Linked DNA regions of Gossypium hirsutum: region 1 is linked to region 2. Evidence: chromatin contacts called from public Hi-C data. All regions are on one chromosome and are shown on one strand. Each heading gives the region's core, a stretch centred on a gene start, on an enhancer-like site or on the middle of the called end of the contact. The rest is flanking DNA. Distances are from core to core; before and after follow the strand shown. Region 1 holds the start of LOC121202967. Region 2 holds the start of LOC107901115 (GATA transcription factor 21).

The links. A called contact is a pair of places that touch in the nucleus more often than the background predicts.
Region 1: a Hi-C map of leaf shows a contact between it and region 2, with 2.6 times the contacts expected there. The contact joins the promoter of LOC121202967 here to the promoter of LOC107901115 in region 2. A contact is called at or near these places in 2 of 34 Hi-C or Micro-C datasets (both in leaf).

What each region holds. Positions count from the first base shown.
Region 1 is chrD06:13,468,850-13,472,557 of Gossypium_hirsutum_v2.1, reverse strand. LOC121202967 reads left to right here and starts at 2,414. Exons shown (of 8, transcript XM_041095727.1): 1 at 2,414-2,578; 2 at 2,669-2,765; 3 at 2,903-3,007; 4 at 3,129-3,211; 5 at 3,560-3,681. The coding sequence starts at 2,906. The region is part of intron 8 of LOC107901105 (CRM-domain containing factor CFM3A, chloroplastic/mitochondrial); the gene reads right to left.
Region 2 is chrD06:13,283,438-13,286,891 of Gossypium_hirsutum_v2.1, reverse strand. It overlaps LOC107901115 (GATA transcription factor 21), which reads left to right and starts at 1,812. Exons shown (of 3, transcript XM_016826992.2): 1 at 1,812-2,496; 2 at 2,586-2,948; 3 at 3,068-3,454. The coding sequence starts at 2,311. The coding sequence ends at 3,415.

The DNA of each region.
Region 1 (3,708 bases), core at 1,165-3,664, 190 kb before region 2:
ATAATGTTTAGAAATATTAGGGAATGATTGGTAATGGTTTTGGCTTGATTTTAGGTGTTCCGGACATGTTTTGGGGGCCCTTGCACACTTATTTCGCAACAAGTCAGGCTTGTGTGAATACAAGTAGACAGAATGCCCCAATGAACAATTTCAAGGCACTTGTATCAGTACAAGTCTAATAATAACCTTAAATAGTATCAATCATATATCATATTTATGTCCAAATATGAATACTTCAAAAATTAAATGTCAGAGCAATGTAGGGTAGGGAATACTGTAATGAAGTACTTATCCAGGAAATAAGTTCGCGATTCGATCATCAAACTGTTAAAAAAAATGCTACCTCAACTAATATTACAACTGTAAAATACTGCATGTTCCAGCCGCGGATTCCAGAAAGAACAAGCTCCGATAAACTGGTTTCATCTGATTGTAATAAGTGTTTTCCCAAAGAACGTATAAGAAAAACCTAAGGTTATCGAATCAGTACTGCACCGTGTGTAATTTTTCATCTTTGCTCAATTGATCAGAGAAAATCCTGACATCAGGAGTTAATTTTCCAGATTCGAGTTCTGTATCCTACGGACATGAGGGCAAGCTCCCAAAGCATGTTTGGTATACTCAATGGATTTACCTTGGATCCTGGAATTTCGGACCAGTTTACAGATATCTCCAGCATTGGAATACCAAACCATTTGCAAAGGAAAACTATTTCAACATCGAAACACCACCTGCACATATATTTCATGACCGATTCAGTTACAGAGTTTTTCACAGGGATCAGAGCAAGGACCAATAGAGAATTGAAAACAAAGTTAGTCCAAAGTGTGTCCAAAATGAGGGACATGAATCCTTCAGGTTTCAATGGAAAGAGAATTGAAATTTTCTATACAAAATTACTTGGCAAATCTTTTCAGAACAGTGGATATACGGAAGGATGAAACTAACTTGAATATGAATACCTATTACTAAAAAGATGACTTAATTCCCTTTGTCATTATTTCTTTCACAACAACGAAAAACCGAATTTCCATTACGAGTTCACCTCCATCCACTACTTTTTAATCTTCTATTGTCTATTTCTCCTTACTAGATGTTTAGCTGTAAACAGGAAACACAGAAAAGTACCAGAGTATTCAATGCGAAAATGAGCATGTCGATGGCAAGACAGTGATCTAAGCATGTAGTTTAGATTTGCTTTGATGTCTTAATGACAGGATAAGCAAGTAGTAATGCTTAAGGATAGGTGTTCAATAGTGTCTCTGAGATCACCTTTTCAACCGGATATTGGTAAAAAGCTTCCTTGCTGCAAACCTAGTAAACATCTTAAAACCACACTGCATTTTATGAAGAAACTCCAGATCAGGAAAATGTTAATAAAGAATTCAATATATTATGTTAGTAATATAAAAGATATGCTTCTTGGGCCAAAAAAAGAAACAGAAATCCATACAATGAAGGAACATACCTGCGTATCACGAATTCCAGGACCAGCAGCCAAGAGAACCACAAGATTGTTTAAAATTTGACATTTTTTTAATTGATATTCCCTTTTAACATTTCACTACCATGTAATAGTTAAGGTTGTTTAAAATGAATTGGACCGGTCAATTAAATCAAATTTGTTTATCAAATTAATTAGATTGGGAACTAGTTGAGTATTGATACAGAGAAGGCATTAAACCAATTGATTCGAGAATTAGTACCTATCAATTAAATTGAAAAAAAAACACAATTGAACCCGATGATTGAAGCTAATTTTAACTATTTTTTAATAATTTATTTAATGGAATAGAATAGATTAAAATTAGAGGTGTGCATGGGCCGGGCCAGGCAGGGTTCAACTAAAAATTCAGGCTTATTTGCTAGGCCTGGGCCCGGCCTAGCCCCAAAAAGTGGGCCTAAAATTTTTCCCAAGCCCAACCCAGATAAAAATGCTAAAACCCGGGCCTGCCCCGACCCACCTATATTTATTTTTATATTATTTTTATATAATTTTAAAATATATAATACATCAAAAATACTAAAAACATCAAAATAAATATTTCTCAACAATTTAAAAAATATGTATACTTAAATAACATTAAGATAAATGTAACTTAACAAGCAAATGTCTCTAAAATAATAACAAAATTAATAATAAAATAAGTTTTATACAATATTCAAATAATAATAACAAAATAGTAGTAATATAATAGTATAATGGTAGTAAAATAAGGAGAAAACAACAAAAAAATAACATTATAAAAAAAAGTAATTTTATTTTGTCCTTTAGTGAATTTAGGCCGAGCTAGGTCAAGCCCGATATCTTATCTGAGGCCCAACCTACTTTTTAAATAGGCTTTATCTTTTTTTTTGTCCAAATTCATTTTTTAAGCCTATATTTTACTCAAATCCTATCATATTTTACTCAAATCCTATGATATTTTGAACGAGCTTCAAGCCGAGCCGGATGGCTCAACGAAGGTCTAATTAAAACTCATGGCATCACGGATTCAATCTGAAACCTTTCCTATATCCCAATCCATTTACAGGACTTGCCTTATTAAGCACGACAGAAGAAAGAGGCCAACCAGAGGTACAAAGAAATGGCCACCATTTCCCTTAACTTTGATTCATTGACACTGCTCTCAAATTTATAACTTATCCTAAATCTCCTTTTCCACAGGTACGAACACCATTCATATCTTCCTCCTGTCGACGTATCTCCAAACCAAACTCTACAATCTCGACGATGGCTCACTCTCATTCTACCCAAAACCCAGGTCCCAAATTATTAGTATTCCCTTTCTTTTATAACTTTATTATGGTTCCATTTTGTTTTTAATGTAAAGAACTTTGAAAATAAAATAAAAAAAGGACCCTTTTTTTTTCTTTCTAAATTTTAGTGATTGAGCAGCAGAGAATGATAATTCCGAACAAGCATGGTGAAAAACTGGTGGGATTATTGCATGAAACAGAGTCTAAAGAGATTGTAATCTTATGCCATGGTTTCAGATCCAGAAAGGTCAGTTGGGTCATTTCATCTCTTTCACTTGCTTTCAGTAGCAAATATATTTGGTGAAAATGTCTGTTCATGGAGGAATAGTAATAACTTATGGAAAGCAGCTCACTTAATTCTACTTCAGGATTACAATACTATGACGAACCTTGCCGCTGCTTTAGAAATAGAAGGAATCAGTGTCTTCCGTTTCGATTTTGCTGGAAACGGGTGAGTTGATTAAAATCTAATGTTACTCGGACTCTGGTGCGAGTGTCGGACATTGTATATGTCCAACACGGGTATGTTTAGATTTTTCTAAGTTTTTCTTTAATGTAGTTGGAGGGTTCTTGGTATTATCTCCACATTCAAGGGTCGGGTACGAGTGTTGGTCACGGTAGAAGAGTAGGAGCAACAAAGTTAAAATATGTAGAGATTTTAAGAGATGATTTTTCTTGGATTGGCAAATATGTATTATGCAGCATAGTTCTTACTTTCTATGTCTATTGCTGCTGCAGGAGTGTGTGTTTTGTTCACTTTGTTTCATAGTTGTGACTTATTTTGGGATCTATTTTTCAGAGAAAGTGAAGGTTCATTTCAGTATGGTAACTATTACCGAGAAGCTGATGATTTACACGCTGTAATTCAACACTTCTCAGGGGAAAGTCATGTCGTAAGTGCAATTCTTGGGCATAGTAAAGGTGAGTATCCCAGTGTTTCTTACTCGA
Region 2 (3,454 bases), core at 563-3,062:
ATAAAATTATGAAACATAGAAAATATATAAAAGTATGTGTATATATATATTTATAAAAATTAAAAAATGTGTACGTATATGTATATATTATAAAATGCATGTATGTACACATGCATATATAACAAAATTTGAAATTTAAAGGCATAAAAAGTAAATAATAATGATACAAGATTAATGATGCTACATAATAGTATTAATAATATTAATTTAATTAATTTAATAATAAAAAAACTAAAATAACAAATAGATGATTAAATAGCATCGACCAATGAATTTAAAACAAAGAGTATAAAAAAAATAAGGCAAAATAAAATGTAAACAAATTTGAAAATAATGAATTTGAAAATGAATAATAAGGGAAAAATAGATTTGAAATCAACAATATACAAATCAATAAATAAATTATACACAGATCAACAAAATAAAAACAAATCACAGAAAATAAGAACGCAAGAGAGAGAGAAATTTGAGTGAATACTCTTAAGAATTATTATTACTCCCAAATCAAGTGTTTTACAATGAAGGGAGGCCTCTATTTATAGTTGAGCCTCCCCAAATCTAACAGTACAGATCAATTACATCAACGACTAAGATTAAAGAGTATCTACAAATTAAATTTCTAATATTACAAAATCATATCTTCTAAGATTGCATATCATATCTAAGATTGCATATATCATATTTAAGATTGCATATCATATCTAATATTGCTTATCCTTGAAGATTATGTTTCCATAAGCTTGTAGATGGACCTTCAACCTTTTCAAGTAATGGGCCATTCCGATCGGGCCAAATGATATAATTTTGTACTGGACTTGGACTTTGTTTTATTATTTTGGGTTTATTATTTTTTTGCGAGCCCGGACTAAATTAGCCTATTACAATAAGTTTCCCCGAAATAATATGATCTTCATTGATTAACTAAATATAATTTACAATCTTAGCTCAACTTAAAGATATGATTCAATAAATTGTCAATTTCCTAATATGACAAGTTACTGCAGTGATAAAAGAAGTGAGCACTTCCTCAAATATATCTCAACAACTCCAAATATTTCAAGATAGAACTATCTTGGTTGCTTAGCTAGCTTAAATATTCTGTTTTCTTTTTCTCAATTTTAACAAATGATATATAAATTATATATGGCCAGCTGCTGCCTTCTAAACGTTTCCTAGGTGAAAGGGAAATATGTATGTAAAGTTATATGTAAAAATGAAATTATATAAGGAGCATGATATCGTCAGTGTGAAAGAACATGTATTAATTCTAAGATTCGTGATTATGGCAATTGGCAAAGTTGTGGGGTGCTGCATTTGTCTCTTGCCTGAACAATGCATTGAATGTTTTTTGGCAAGACTAAGGTAGTGAAGAATGGAGATATATCACATGTATACATATATGTCTTTCTCATGAAAACTGTAGCCCTTCTCTTCTAGTACTCATATTTATGTATGCACCGCATGCTCCAATTTTCCTTATATAAAATATACCCTCATATAGAACTAATACTACAATTTATATATCTGAAGATATAATGCTCTTTGTATTCTCTGACTGTATCATGCGTCACCATATCTGTCATCTTACTAGCAAATTCTAGGTATATACTAGTAAAGAAAAAGGCTTAGCCAATTTAATCCTATGGTTCACCATAATGCTAATTTACAGTTTAATAAAGATTCATAGAGAAATTAAATTATATTGTGTTATTATAATACTTGTAATTAAGATTAGAATTTCTGTGAAGATGATCAGATTTTTTGGGTCAATAAATTTGATATATATTGTATATAGTACTAACATGAAGGTCACAATCTGTGAGAAGATCACAATTGGGATCAAATTTTGTTTTATATGTTTAAATTAATGAAATATTATATGATTAATTTGTGTGGCTACCATTAAATATTGAAAGAAGTCTATCTTTTCTGTTCTTTCGAAATGACATCAAAAGGTGAGTAAAAAATTCCTGCAGATAGGGTTTTTTTAAATTTATTATTATTCCTTTAAATATTTCTGAATAGGATGGAGCAGTAGCATAGCATTCCATACTTCTCCAGCATAGCATTCCATACTTCTCCTTTTATTTCCTTTTTGTCTTTTTTAAACATGTTGGCTCAGGTCTCTCATATATTCAAATCACGTGAACCTCTTATTTCTTTGCTCTCCCTCTCTCTCTAAACTGGTTTACCCTTCAATAGCATAATACCCCTCCTTTTTTTCTTTGCCCTTTTTTTTTCGATCCTCCACCTTTACTGGACAACACCAACAACATATCATTGCTGTTCATCACCTGATCTCTCTCCCTAATGTCTTCTAGTAATTGCTATTCATCCCTTTATCCTTTTCCTTTTGACCTTAACGAAGATGATCAACACCAACACCACCACCTTTTTACATTTAAATCTCAACCTTCTTCATCTTCTTCTTCCTCAACTGTTCATCACCTAGCAGCAGGTTCTTGTCAAAGGGAACCCCAGGAGTTTCAAGATCAGGTGATATTATAATTACCACTTCACTCTTTTATTTTATTAAAATTTAATGTGACGATCACTTAGGGTTATGATATGATCTTTTTTTTTAGGCTAAGATATATGTTTCAAAAGATGGGGCATTGGAGAACAGTGACTGCGGACTCAAGTTATCATTATGGAAAAAAGAAGAAAGGGTCGAAAGTGATCATCACCATGAGGACAGTTCTACTAAGTGGATGCCTTCAAAGCTGAGAATTTTGAGGAAGATGATGAGTTCCCATCACACCGATTTATCGAAAAGCTCTTCGCCGAAAATCGAAGACCAGAAGCTTCAGAATCAGCCCTCACCATCTCCAGATAACAGCTGCAACTCTTCCTACAATAATGATATCAACAACAGTCCAATTAGGGTTTGTGCTGATTGCAACACAACTAAGACTCCTCTTTGGAGGAGTGGTCCTAGAGGTCCCAAGGTATAGTTGAATTTCCACTCTTTTCTAATCAATACCCTATACAATTGCTACATAAGTTTTGAGATAATTAACTGACTTTTTTTTTTCATTCTGTTTTTCACCTTTTGGTCGCACTGCAGTCTCTTTGCAACGCCTGCGGAATTCGACAAAGAAAAGCGAGACGAGCAATGGCTGCAGCGGCGGCGGCAACAGCGTCCAATGGAACTATTGTTACAGCTGAGACAACGACAAGCATGAAGAATAAGGTTCAAAACAAGGCCAAGAGATCAAGTAATGGTTGTGTTGCAAAGTTAAAGAACAAAAAGTGCAAACTCAGTTCCCAACCCCAAGGTAGAAACAAGCTTTGTTTTGAGGACTTGAGGATAATATTGAGCAAGAGCTCGGCTTTTCATGGAGTTTTCCCTCAGGATGAGAAAGAAGCCGCGATCCTACTGATGGCCTTATCGTATGGACTTGTTCATGGTTGAATTTCGCAAAGTCGCTAGGCTAGCTTTTATGTTGTTGGT